2 separate regions of the Macaca mulatta genome follow, and region 2 is linked to region 1. The links are chromatin contacts, called in public Hi-C maps. All regions are on one chromosome and are shown on one strand. The core of a region is the stretch at or near the end of the contact, and the rest is flanking DNA. Distances in the headings are between cores, read along the strand shown. Region 1 has its middle 280 kb from the start of TCF4. Region 2 holds the start of TCF4 (transcription factor 4).

Region 1 (6,687 bases), core at 333-2,832:
ATGGGAAATAAGGAAAGGAAACCAATGTATTATCTAGGAGCATTTTTTGTCAAAGAATAACTTGCATTATTGGTGATATTTACTATTGAATGAAGTTATTTAAAAAACATTTCTGACTGAAAGAGTAAAAACATGAATGAGATTCTTTCCAAGTACTTTGTAATTCCTTAAAAAGAAATTGCCCCACTTCATAATCATGGAAGTCCTACATCAACAATGCTTAGCTCCAGGAGTGACAACCCAGGTGAAGTCAATTTTCCATCCCAATACTAAATAAAGTAAGCAGGAAAATGAACATTTTACAGTTAAGATCGAGAGTAGCTTCCCAAAGTAGAAATGAGTTACCGGCTTCAAGCACGTGGCAAATCACAGCAAAACCTTAGGATTGCATGTCAAGATTAACCTTGAGTCTGGCTGTAGGCAATTTTATTCTAATATTCTTCCACCCTGCTGTCTCACTCCTGAAGTCAGTAGCTCACACATACACACACAGAGACACACATACTGTCACACACACGTGTGTATAGTTATGTTCATGTAAATGTATATGTTTAGGTATACATACACGCTGTGGACATGAAAGTGTTACATGCATTTAATTTAAATAATAATGCCCCTGTCATTCTTTCCTGGGGTTTGATGACTGGCTAATAGCAAATGAGGGGCTTTGCACGACTAATTCCAGGATTTTGTTAGTCTCTAGGATATGCCTTTCCCTGAGATTTTCACTACCATTATTAACAAAAATGTAAAGTCCAACGTCTTCAAGTCCAAAGGGCACAGATTAATTTTTTAAGAAGTGTAGTTTCAAATGGGACTCTTCCAACCTCTTGATGACTCTTTCCAATGAAATGGTATAGATTCCCTCTCAGGAGATGAATCAATTTGTAATTATTGTTACTACCTATTTTTCTTAAACTGCTATGAATCAAGGTAGTGAGCAAAGCCTTACATGTAAAAGTTTCCTTTTCTCCGTTTTCTTCCCCAAGTTCCCAAAGCAAAGGAATGGCACATGAATGGAAAAAAAAAATTTCATGCTGCAATTTTTTTTTTAATTGCTATATGGGCAAAACAGGTGCTGAAATGTGAAATCCTTTGGAGGAATTTCCTCAGGAGAACAAATGAGTACTAACACTACCTTAAAGTGAAACTGGCTTTAATGCGGAATGTCATACAAACGCAGTACCTATTGACAGATGATCCATAGATGACTGTCCCAAAAAGACCCAAAAAAATAAATAAATAAATAATAAAAGTATACTGTCACTTTAAGAAAAAATAAACTAAAATATGAACTACCAAAAACCCTGCCATTTCCAGCCTGGGCTTGATTAATGATTTTTCTATCTAATAAAAGGTTCACAAACCATCTGTTTTTCTCCCTAATGCCTTGCCCAAAGGTTTTTCGTTCCTATTTCAGGCTCGGGGCCAACTGACATTCCACTCTTTTTTTTTCCCAGCCTTGTAAACAAACCCTTCTCTCTTTTTAATCTTCCAGTGCTGTTTCCTACCCATCGTTATGCATATTCATTGCGAGTAAACATTTTTAGTGTCTACACTTAATCTCTTCCACTGGCAATTACTGTTCTATGCTGTTTTGTAATGCAGAAGGGCCAACGCTTTCCGTTCTAATAACAGCTGGGCCGCAGATGGGGCCTGCAGTCATTGTAGAAAATAAAAATTTACAAGATGCCAGTGGAATTTATTTCAGTTTTATGGAGTCACAGGAGGAACCTTTCTGTTATCCGCCTTCAGTGAAATCTGCAGGCACAAGGCAAGCTTTTGACATTTAATCAAAGGGGGGTTCAGGTAGGGTCTGGAACAACGCAAGGAAGAAAGCAGGTGGATCGTATTAGGCAGTGCCATGGTTAATTTATTTAGAAGTGATTGGCTTAGATGTGTGCAGCCAATATTTGACATCATGTATATATCTTGTTTAGCATCCTGCCTCTAAATTGTTACCACTGGAGAGACAGTGAGCTGTCGCTGTGGACCGAACCAGGTGTTTGGTGGGGTTGCTACTTAGAGGTGCTGATGGAGATGGCACTGTACTCACCAAAGACGAAGCGTTTTGTGTGGTTTCTAAAAGTTGACTCATTTTTACTTCACCGCATCGTTCTCTGAACTACTGTACGTGCTTCTTCAGCAGAACCCCAGAGCTTGCGGATGGGCTTTTGAATACGGGCTGCAACCTTTAATTTAACAATGTGGTTTAACTGGAAATTTTCTGTTATACGACTCGAGTATGTGAAAATGGATTTATCTGCGAAGCTTAAATTTCCGATGTGCGCTGTTACGCTGATCCAGGGTGGGATCAGAACGGTGCCGTGACATACTGAGCCGCCGGAGCTTGGTGGTTAAGAGCTAACTACGACTCCCAAAATGAAAAATAAATGGTCACACACACACTATAAAACTGCAACCCAATTCACACACGATGCCGTTTCTGGAAGGATTCGCTGTGGTTCTTGAACCCACCCTGTTTGATCCTCCACTCTGTATCCCTTCCTCACCCCCACACCTTTCCCCCCAAGTGCGGAAAGGGAATCCAGGAAACCCACCAAGGGCATCCCATAATTAAGTAAGTAAATGCACATGGCTTTCTAGACTGGATGAAACCTATGCCAAAGGTGCTTATGTTTTCACATTTGGGGCCCTCTTTTGCCACACACCTTCAGCCGGTTGCCTAGCAACCAGGAGAGACCCACTGAGCATGCTCACTGAGGAGCCTAATTGCTATCACAATTTACTTTTGTTGTTGTTGTTTTTTTTTTAGGCCCATTAACCAAAATAGGATGCTTTCCTTTTTGAAGGACAAGTAAGGTCTGCATGAATTTCAAAGGCAAGAGAGTATATTTCGATACCAAAACAATTCAATGCAATCCCAGGTATGCAGGCGGGTACAGATAACAAACATAAAAATTGGAGCAGATTGACATTAAATAAAGTATAAATTCCCATTTATTCAGATTTTTATAGACTCATTTCTTTTATTCTCTTTATCTTTTCTAATTGTGGCTTTTTTTTTTCCCCTAAGAAAGTCATTAAGAGGGAAAAGCGGAATTTAATGTCGTATGATCAAGTACATTAAGAAACTTTATTAAAGAATTTACATTGATAGATAGCATTTTTTCTTCCATCCCTTCCTTTCCTTCCTTTCTTTCTTCCTTTTTTTTTCTTTTTGAAAAATTTCCTGGTGGTTCCAAGTCTGTGGCTACGATTTAACTCCCTTAATCTTTTCACAAAGGGCAAGAAATAATTTTGTGTATCTCAGAGAGAAAGGCAGTTTTTTCCTAACTTCAAGAAAAAAACACATTTTATGTTAGGTTCATCTAATCTATTCATTTGTTGAAATCTTATTACAGTTGCATGATTTTTTCCAATTTCTAAGTTGGTATATAAAATAAAATATGCTTGGAACACTGTCTATTTAACTAGCTTAATTACTAAACGGAATGCCCTTTCACAGGAAATGTTATACATGGTTCAAAACTACATTTCCAGGGCGTTTCCCTATTTCTTTTCAAATTTGCTAACTCATTTGGGAAAATTAACTCTTGCTCTTTTTAACTCTATATATTTTATACAAACTACCTTACATTGCATGAATCTAGGATTTCTAATATGGGCACTGGCTTTTTAACTAAGTCCATGACGCGTCTCCTGTCCAGCTAGTCCTGTGGAACCAAATGTTATGCAATTATTGGTATTAAATGGCTTTGACGGTGGGAAAGGCTGTCAGGATAAAGCTCTCCCACCCTCCTTTGGGAACTTAACAGGTATCAGCAAGGAATGAAGATGAAAGAAGCTCCCGAGGTGAGGTATGGCAGTATTCTTATCTAAGCCTTAGATACAGAACAACCCTCACCTCCTACTCCAGCCTCCCCCTCTCTCCCAACCCCTCCCAACTTTTTATTTGCCTTCAGCGGCCAAAGCATTCTGGGAAGAAAATGTTGTTCTGGCTGTGCTACTGGTGTCAGTGTCAGAAGAGCACAGAGCTAACTCACAATGCACTGGTACTGTTTCCCTCAGAACAAACTGGTGTGTGTGGTGTGTGTGTGTTTTCGCAAACAATAGTTCTTGTTATGTGTGAGCCAGTAGTTTTACCATTCCCTCAGAGACAGCCAGCAGAGGGAGCAAATTTAGTACACAGCAGTATTCCCTAATGTCCTAGCATTGGTAAGAATTCTGGAGGACATACTATATAAGAAATTAATAAAATCAAATGATTTCATTTCGTTGTGATTAACCCTGTTATGCAGAGAAGCACGTCGAGCGATGCAGGGTAATGAAGAAGTAAACGAGGCTAATTCGCTCAGTCAGAAGACCTCGGCTTGGTGGTTGTGAATACGATGATATAGCTGGTAAAATGGCACTTGTTTCCTTTTTCCTTCCAAAAAACTACTAACAAAAAAATTTTAAAAAACACATACAGATACACACAATATGTGTGTGTTTTTAATTCCATGGCTGGAAATACTTATGTTCCATTTATATAGTTTCACATATGTTCTTTAATATGTGAATATATATATATATATATATATATGTATATATTCCTTAGGGAAATCTTTCTTCAATTTCATTCATGTTGACAATTTCATTCTCTTTCCTCTCTCTGTCCTCTGTTTCATTGGTCTCTCTCTCTCTCTCACACACACACACACACACACACACACACACGACTCTGCAACAGTTTTAGTCCTCATTGCTTTGGAGCTACTCTAATGTTTTGAGAGGAAAGTAATTTTTCAATTTCTGTTTTACCCCAAACCCAACAGGTGACTGGCCTAAAGGGACTTTGTTCCCCATCCCCTGCTTAATGCTGCTGGCTCACCATAGCTCTAGTGACTCAGAATTTAAATCGAATGCGAACATTTGGGAGTAAAGCAGGGAGTGATGAGAGCTTTTATGAACAGAAAGAATTGAAATAATTGTTTGGTCTTTTTTCTCTCTCACTCTCTGTCAAAGTAGAATCAGAATTGATTGTCTCCTCTCACCTGTGGTCATTTTCCTATTTCAGAGCATTGATGATATCTGGACCCATGTCGTTTTCAAGTTTTCTAAACCTTAATCTCTAGAAATCCTGTAGAGTGTGTCAAATTAGAACTCCATTCCAGCAAATACATCCTCACATTTCCATGCTGTTAATTCAAGGCATTCATTAGAATGTAAGGCTCTTAACCATTTTCACTTAAGGACATGGATTTTCTCCTCACCCCCTGCATCTGTGCTTTTCCCTGTTCCTTCCTTCCCGCCCCAATCTCTTGATATATTTCAAGTACTTATACTCTACACCCTCCCCAAAATCCTGTTGTCTTCAGCTTGTAAAAATCTTCATAACACACCTATCCCCTCTTTATACAAAACCTGACATTTTGGCTTGTGATGGCAGCAAATGTGATACACTAAATTCACATGTAAAAATTCAAAGTTTAAGAAAAAAAGTGACTAGATTCTAATACATAGTATGCTCTTCTTTTAGTTATAAAAGGAAACTTGTTCCTTCTCTTTTCAGGTTCGATGCAAAATGACACAAATATAGTGGATAACAGTAAGTGATCAGATTTCCATATAGACTGCGTGCAGGCAAATTAGCAATCAGAAGTTCCTCACACAGTGGCTGTGTTTGAAGACTCAAAGAATTTCAAAGCAATTTTCCTTCCCAAAGTGCATTTGAGTCATTCCAAAAACTGCTCAGAACCCTTATTCATAGAAATTTTTAAAACTCAAAAAAATTGACAAATTGTTTTCTTTTTATTAAAAAAGGGGAAACTGTATGCATACCTACTGGCTTATTACAACTGAAATTCCTTTAGGATACAGAGTACAGTAAATGATCACATAGTCATCAAAAACCACACATAGAAGAATCTCCTACTGTCTTGATGGACAACACAGATTTTACAAAGATTTGTGTAAAAACTGTACATATTTTCCTCCTACAAAAACAAACATCTATATGCAAATTTCATTAAAATAAACAGAGGAGTGCTTAAACTGGGAAAGATGGAGTCAGATGTTTTTTATTATGGGTTTGAATGCTATGGAATTGGTAACTGCATTTTTTTATTTGTTCAGTAGAAAAAAATCACAAAATATTTTAATAATGCATACCTAACATTTATTTTCTTATTAGTAATTGTTATAAAACCAGACCATTTTGCCAGCCTATCTCACTGCACCTGTTACTAGATATTTCCAAGAGACTCACTGACACACCAATTTTGCCTGCGTGCACTGGGTGTATTTTCCGTTGTTTTGATTATACAGTCAGGGCACAGGCAGCTTGCATTCAAAAAAGAAGACACATTTTATTCAAAGAGAGAAAGTGATGTCCTTGGAACTTCAACCTTAATGAAACACTTTTTAAAAGGACACACTGTTTGGAATGAGAAGAGATCCAAAGAGAGAAGGATGAGTGCGTGATAGAAACGAAAGGAAAATGGATTAGATTAGCAAAGCAAGACTACAGTATCCCAAGAGACTTCTAAAAAATCTGTATGAAGTCATTACAAGCACACAGTATAATCTTGCGGGGTAGATGCATGCTTCAGAGTGCAAAGAAAGTTTGCCCTCAAGATTGAGTTTCTGAGGAATTAATTCTAAATATTCCCTCTAGTCTTAGGAGTTTTCAGTCCCAAATTGCTTAAATGATGATTAGCTGAAGTTCCTCTGACTAATTTC
Region 2 (6,868 bases), core at 3,102-5,601, 280 kb after region 1:
AGTGACAGAAAGAATTAAGAGACCAGCATATGCAAAGGCCCCGGGGTATGTAGAGGACTCTGTCTCATAAATCTCTGGACTTCTTTCACACAAACTGTCTGAAGCTCTCCCCATCCCTCTTGCCAGCTGCCTTTCTGACTCAGACTTACAGTGTGAGTAGGGCTCCAGATTGAGGTCCTAGCTGGTTATACCCATTTGACATATCAACCTAAAAATATGCTGGGACAGTCTTCCCTTTCTACACATCTGCCACAGGCTGTATCTTGCTTACTGTGACTTAGCCATTCAATCAAGACTGCCCTTGACATTTATCTCATTCTGATTTTTTTTTCCCTACATTTTTGCCTCAGGTCCTGAGAGAATGGCTGCTGACACAAGGTAGATGCTCAAAAATTACTTGCTGCATCTTTGGATGAATTTCATTAGAGCATCAGACAGCTAATTTTTGTTGTTGTTTGTGGCTTTATTTGCTTGTTTATTTTAACATAGGTGGGACTCAGGGAGTACAAACTGGATGGAATTTGAAGGAGAATGGTAGGGCATTCTGGATTACCAGAGGGCTGCCTGGCTATGCCGCTCATTAACGACATGACCTTGGCCTAGTCTTCCCACTTGAGCCTTGACATTCTCAACTACAAATGAGGGCTTTAGACCAAGTACCCTTGAATATATAATTTGTTTCTGTCTACGAATCCATGGGGTATAAATATTTGCCACTCCTTCCATGCTACTGTGAAAGAAGCATTATCTTTAGGCATTAACTCAGCTCATGCAATAATGATGCCTTATATTTGACAGAAATTTATCATTTACAAAGCACTTTCATTTACATTATCTCATTTGATTTTAATCAGTCATGTAAGGTATTTAAGATAGTTAAATATTTTTTTTTTTTTTTTTACATCTGACATAATGTGAAACTTGCCCAAGGTCACAAAGAGACAGAAAAGGGAATGAATGACACGTGTCTGTGCTGTTCTGATTATAGGTGGCACAATGAATCAGATAGGCTCTCTATCATGTGGGAGTGAAGCAATTTTTTTTAGTTTACTCCCTAGAATAGCGGTCACTACTTTAGAAAAAAATGTTAATGACAGTTTTGACAATGTTGAAAGGTAAAGAATCTTTTTTTGTATGAAGTTCTTTAGTAGTAAGGATCAGAAACATAGGTCAACTCACCTGGGGAAGAGGAACATTGTAGGAATTAGCAATCTCATGGACAGGGGATACTGCACTCCTCATAGTAATTGGGAAATAATCTCTAGGCACTTCTTCCTAGGACTTAATTGTTTGTCTGCTTTTCTTGGAACTCCCAAGACTGCTCTCTCTCATCTGAAGAGCAGCTTCCTCTGCTTACTCATGGTTCTTGTTTCCCTATAACCATGGCTCTCACATGGCTTAGCTTGCTGGGACCAGGTCTGGCCCGCTGACTACAAGATGTGCCTGATCCATCACTCACCATAGACTACAGTCAATCTCTTCCTCTTTTCGCTCCTGGGGTCCAATCTGCTGGGGCTGGTGGGGATGGGGCAAGAAGGAGTCATGTGACACCCCCATCAAGTTCTACCTTGCAAGGAACTGAATGTTTGCGTCCCCTCCAAAATTCAGTTGAAACCCTAATTCCCAATGTGCTAGTATTAGGAGATGGAGTCTTTGGGAGATAACTAGGGTTAACTGAGATCATGAAGGGGGAGCCTCCATGATGGCATTAGTGTTCTCATAAGAAGAGGAAGGAAGACCAAAGCTCTTTCTTTCTCCACCATGTGAGAATTCAGTGAGAATTCATTTGCAAGCCAGGAAGAGAGCCCTCTCCAGAACTTGACCATGACGGCACCCTAATGTCAGACTTTGTAGCCTCCAGTGGTGTGAAAAACAAATGTCTGCTGTTGAAGTCATCCAGTCTATGGTATTTTGGCCAGTCTGAATTGACTAAGACAAACCTCTATATGAGGATTTATGAACAGGTTCCTAGACAAGGGAGTTTGCAAATTGAAGAGACACCCCAAAACATACCTACTACCCCTCCTTTTTTATTTAAGTTTCACAGGATCATCTTGGTTCTCCTTTTCTTAGGTGCCTCCAATCTTCTAAGTATAACTTATTCTCTGACAATTCTCTGACAGAGTAAGTAGTTATTCTCTGACAATTAAGGAGAAACAAAAACAAAACCAATAAAAAAGAAAAAAAGAAGACAAAACACCCCCATTTGTCCCTGAAATTTAAAATATGAAGGGTGGTTCCATCATTTTCTGATTGTAGGGTCAAAAAATGAACAAGCAACTAGACTAGCAATCGAATACCTTTAGATCCCAAACTTCATCTTATCACTGGTTTCTGGATGGATTATTTATTGCCCTTGAAATTCAGCGGAATGTGGCTGGGTGCGGTGGCTCACACCTGTAATTCCAGCACTTTGGGAGGCTGAGGTGGGTGGATCACCTGAGGTCAGCAGTTCCAGACCAGCCTGACCAACATGGAGAAATCCCGTCTCTACTAAAAATACAAAATTAGCCGAGCGGGGTGGCGCATGCCTGTAATCCCAGATACTTGGGAGGCTGAGGCAGGAGAATCGCTTGAACCTGGGAGGCGGAGGTTGCAATGAGCCAAGATTGCGCCATTGCACTCCAGCCTGGACAGCAAGAGCGACACTCTGTCTCAAAACAAAACAAAACAATAAAAGAAATTCAGCGGAATGAGGAATCTTAAAAACCTAAAAGCTAGAAGGGGTTTTATTGGATTATCTAATCTCTGGATTTTACAGCAAAAGACATTGACATTGGGCCTTAGGTCACAGAATGACTAGAGGTAGAATCAGTGGAATATTTCTCCTAACACAACGTTTGCGATCTTTTCATTACATCATCTAAGCAGAGCCTGTAGGGGTTAACTCTGAGAACTGGGGATGATGCTTGTGATAATGCAGCATAAAGTAATGTCTAAATGTAAGCTATGATTCTAAGATGGGAACACAGAATGGGGATGGAAGACAGGAATCTTCACCATGTATGAATGTACAGGAAACAACCAATAAATGCCTTTATTCTTGTTCTGTAAAAACTTACATGTAAATAAAAGATCCCCGAAATCGATCTGAACTCTGTTATTGCCACAAACTTTTATCAGAAAAATGGAGATTAGGATGTTCCCACTGCCAGATGGTATAGGAATATGGTTGAATGTGGACTATGATCACAGACGGGTTTCAACGGTGGGCTCTGTCACTCAATATAGTTGTGTGACAGTTAGGCAAGTTTGTACCACTTAGAAAACTTCTTCCCTGGGTCAAGCAACCCAATTTTACTTGCTTCTGTTGCCCAATATACAAAATAGGGTAGTAACACACACTCCATAGGGTTATTCTTAGGCTTAAAGTAACCAATATTTGTGAAATTATAAGAACAGTGTTTGGCACATAGTAAACATATTATATGTGTTACCTGTCGTTATTGTTACTTGCTTTTCTGTTGCAAGGACTAAAAGCTATTCTTCTGGAGTAGGGAAATTTCCATTTAAAATTCCACTGGCTAGGTTAGAGGTTTCAGTTGATTTAGCAATGAATTAGCCATGGAAAGGAATTATTCCTTTCACGGTGGCTTCATCTTTATCGGTATCCACTACAAAATTCATAAAGTGGGCATTATGTGCTTTTCACAGACCAGAAAACTGGCTAGAGAAGGTAACTGCTTGGCCACAAGCAGTTAGTTGAGCCAGTCGTGGCTAATGGTACAAACTACATTTGAGTCTACAAAGCAACAGATGAAAGTCTTCTCCAAGTGAAGACTTTCTGGACTTAGAAAGTCCTCACAATTCCATGGACCTGTAAGAAGATAGGGTGGAGTTCATCCCTCTTTCAGCCTAGGACCAACTTGGCTCAGAGGCCTTTTCCCATACCACCCAAGGCTCCCTGAGAAATCCGGCTCCACAAAGTGAGAGAATCCGGGGTAGGGCTTGCTGTGAGGAAGGTCGGCCCAGTCCTTCCCGAGCCTTCCTCAGGGAGACCTGGGGGGATCTCACTTCCCTGCAGAAGTCTGTGGAGTTTAATTTGTAGATTTATGCCGAAACTACACTTTTGTGTTAAAGAGCAAGGACGGCCAAGAAGCGGCAACACGAATAAGAGCGCAGGGAAATGGGGCCTGCGAACGACCTCGGCCTCGGGAACTCCCGCAGTGCCGCCCCACGCGCGACGCCCACCCGAGGACAGCCACCCGCCTCCGCTCCTGGAGGAGGCGTGGTCGACGCGTACCGCCATCTTGGACGCCTTTCTAGGAGCTCTGTTTACCACTCTATGGTCGCCCGCTCCCGCCCCGCCCCTTCCCAGTCATTGTCTGGAGGAGCAGCCGCGGCCGCAGCTCCTTCTCTTTATAAGCCCGCAGTTCCCGGATGTGAATGGATTACAATGTATCTTTCAGGGAAACCTATTATTATCAATGTGACTCCACGGGGGAGTCCATGGTGATGATGATGAGGAGGAGGATGATGATGATGAGACACCTCTAAACTTGGAACAAGTTTAATACTTGAGAGAAGAAGAAAAAAAATCACCAACAAGATTTGTTTGAGGAAAAATTATAACTATCCTGTGTTGATTTTTGTTTTTTATAAACAATAAGAAAAAGTTGTTGGATTTTTTTTTTAATGATTTCTTTTTTGGGGGAGGGAATTTTGTTGCAGTTTTATGGTGGAAAATGCAAAAACCAGAGCCAGGTGCATAATCTTGTAATCTGTGGATATCCCTGGAGCAGGACTGAGTACCAGTTAAAATACTTTTTGGGGATACACATGTGAGATACTAAGTACTTGCAGAAGATTTTTGTCTATCTTTTTAAAGTCTCTTTCCTTGGAATATTGTGAGAATATTTGTGGCCATTTAAGGTAACGTTTCAATTTGCCGTCAGAGTAAACTGTTTGTAATTGAATTTAATTTTTAAAATGTCGATCCCGATGTTTTATTAAAACAAAAGGGACAACCTATTAAATAATTGCCAATGGGAAAAAGTGTGTGCATGCATTTTGTGTATGTACTCGCACATCTAGCAATACCAGGGTTTGTAGAATGTGTTTTTTTTTTTTTTTTTTTTTTTTTTCCAAACACACGTTAAAATAGCGTATGTTGCATATACCGGATAAAGCACGCTTGTTATTACAAAACGATAGAATTATGAAGCTTAAATTTTATCCTAAAAAGTGATGTGAAAAAGTATGTTTTAAGAGCATGAAGGGCCTATAATGGTAAATGTTGAATTAAAAACTTACAGTGTTGGCGAACAGGGACTTAGCGTGCCTAGGAACTCAAGTGCAAAAACAAAACAACATCCACCCCCAAAAATTGTCCTTTTTTTTTTTTTCCCCCGAAGTTTGCAGTTATACTATTCTGTGACTTAAAAGGGAGGGGAAAGAAAGTGTGCAATTCAGATTTCGCCCCCAACGCAAAACTACCGAAACGAAAATCTCCCCAGGAAAATGTGGCTTGATTTATAGACGAAAAAGAAAAATATTGTTCCTCTTGGCAAAGTCTTTTTGCATCACGTGTATTTGCAGCCTAGTATAAACTTGCTTTGCCGTGTGTGGATGTGTGAGTGAGAGGGAACGAGAGTAAGAGAAAGAAAGAAGTGAAGGGATGTAAACTCGAATAAATTTCAAAGTGCCTCCGAGGGATGCAACGGGCAAAAACTGAACTGTTCAGGCTTCAGATTGTAACTGACGATCTGAGGAAAAATGAGGTGCTCGATGAATTTTCGTTTGTATTTTTTGGCGAGGCGGGGGAGGTGTTGAGATTTTTTTTTTTTTTTCCCTTGGGGTGGGTGCGAGGGGGATGCATCCTAGCCTGCCCGACCCGGAGCAAGTCGCGTCTCCCCGCCGGAGCCCCCCCACCCATTTCTTTGCTGAACTTGCAATTCCGTGCGCCTCGGCGTGTTTCCCCCTCCCCCCTTCCCTCCGTCCCCTCCCCTCCCCGGAGAAGAGAGTTGGTGTTAAGAGTCAGGGATCTTGGCTGTGTGTCTGCGGATCTGTAGTGGCGGCGGCGGCGGCGGCGGCGGCGGGGAGGCAGCAGGCGCGGGAGCGGGCGCAGGAGCAGGCGGCGGCGGTGGCGGCGGCGGTTAGACATGAACGCCGCCTCGGCGCCGGCGGTGCACGGAGAGCCCCTTCTCGCGCGCGGGCGGTAGGTACCGGCGCCGGCGGGGCTCGGCGGGGCGGAGGCGCCCGGCGGCGCGGGGCTCGGGCTCGGCGGCCCCGCACGCGGCTCCGCGCCTCCCGCGCCGCGGGCTCCCGGCGCCCGGCGCTCCCAGAAGAGACACCCCTTCCCCTCCCGCCGCTTCCCTCCCCCTCGCCGCCAGCCCCCCCGCCCCTCCCCGCGATGCCCCCTCGGAGGGACCGAGGACTTTGCCAGGGGCCTGACTTTAATTTTTATAACCCCTTTCTTTCACAAATTAGGGTGCTGGACAATTACAGGACCCGACCCTCCACTCCACTCCCCCCAACCCTGTCACCCCACCCCTCCCCCTTTGGACGTGTTTTCACTCCAGAGACGCTCATCTTTAATTTCTTGATAGCTACTTTGAAAAGCGGAGGGGAGTGGTGTGTGCGAGTGTGTGTGCGTGTGCGTGTGCGAGTGTGAGTGTGCGAGGGGGGTGGGGTGCAGGGTGGGGGGAAAGTTGAGACCGGATCGTTCTCAGTAGTTTCTCTTTTCTCTGTGATCCATTCATTTCTCGCTCTACCTCCTGTTGCATAAAATGATGCGCTGAAGAGCGGCTTTTTTTTTTTTTTTTTTTTCTCTTTCCCGGATTTGGTTTTACAGTGGATGTTACCAGTTTGATCGTCTCTTTGGAAATACAATATCGCTTTTTTTTTTTTTTTTTTTTTTTTTGCTATT

What was found. A called contact is a pair of places that touch in the nucleus more often than the background predicts.
Region 2: a Hi-C map of fetal cortex germinal zone shows a contact between it and region 1, with 4 times the contacts expected there. The contact joins the promoter of TCF4 here to the enhancer-like site in region 1. A contact is called at or near these places in 2 of 14 Hi-C or Micro-C datasets (fetal cortex germinal zone and fetal cortical plate).

Annotation. Positions count from the first base shown.
Region 1 is chr18:25,122,624-25,129,310 of T2T-MMU8v2.0, forward strand. No RefSeq gene overlaps it. Among named protein-coding and RNA genes, the nearest start is that of TCF4, 280 kb to the right of the region's middle. Within about 2 kb of position 1,583, at least 8 of the 40 cell types and tissues checked have an H3K27ac peak or open chromatin away from gene starts, as enhancers often do. A contact at or near this core is called in fetal cortex germinal zone, where this site is marked.
Region 2 is chr18:25,397,992-25,404,859 of T2T-MMU8v2.0, forward strand. TCF4 (transcription factor 4) reads left to right here and starts at 4,352. Exons shown (of 20, transcript XM_077975076.1): 1 at 4,352-4,872.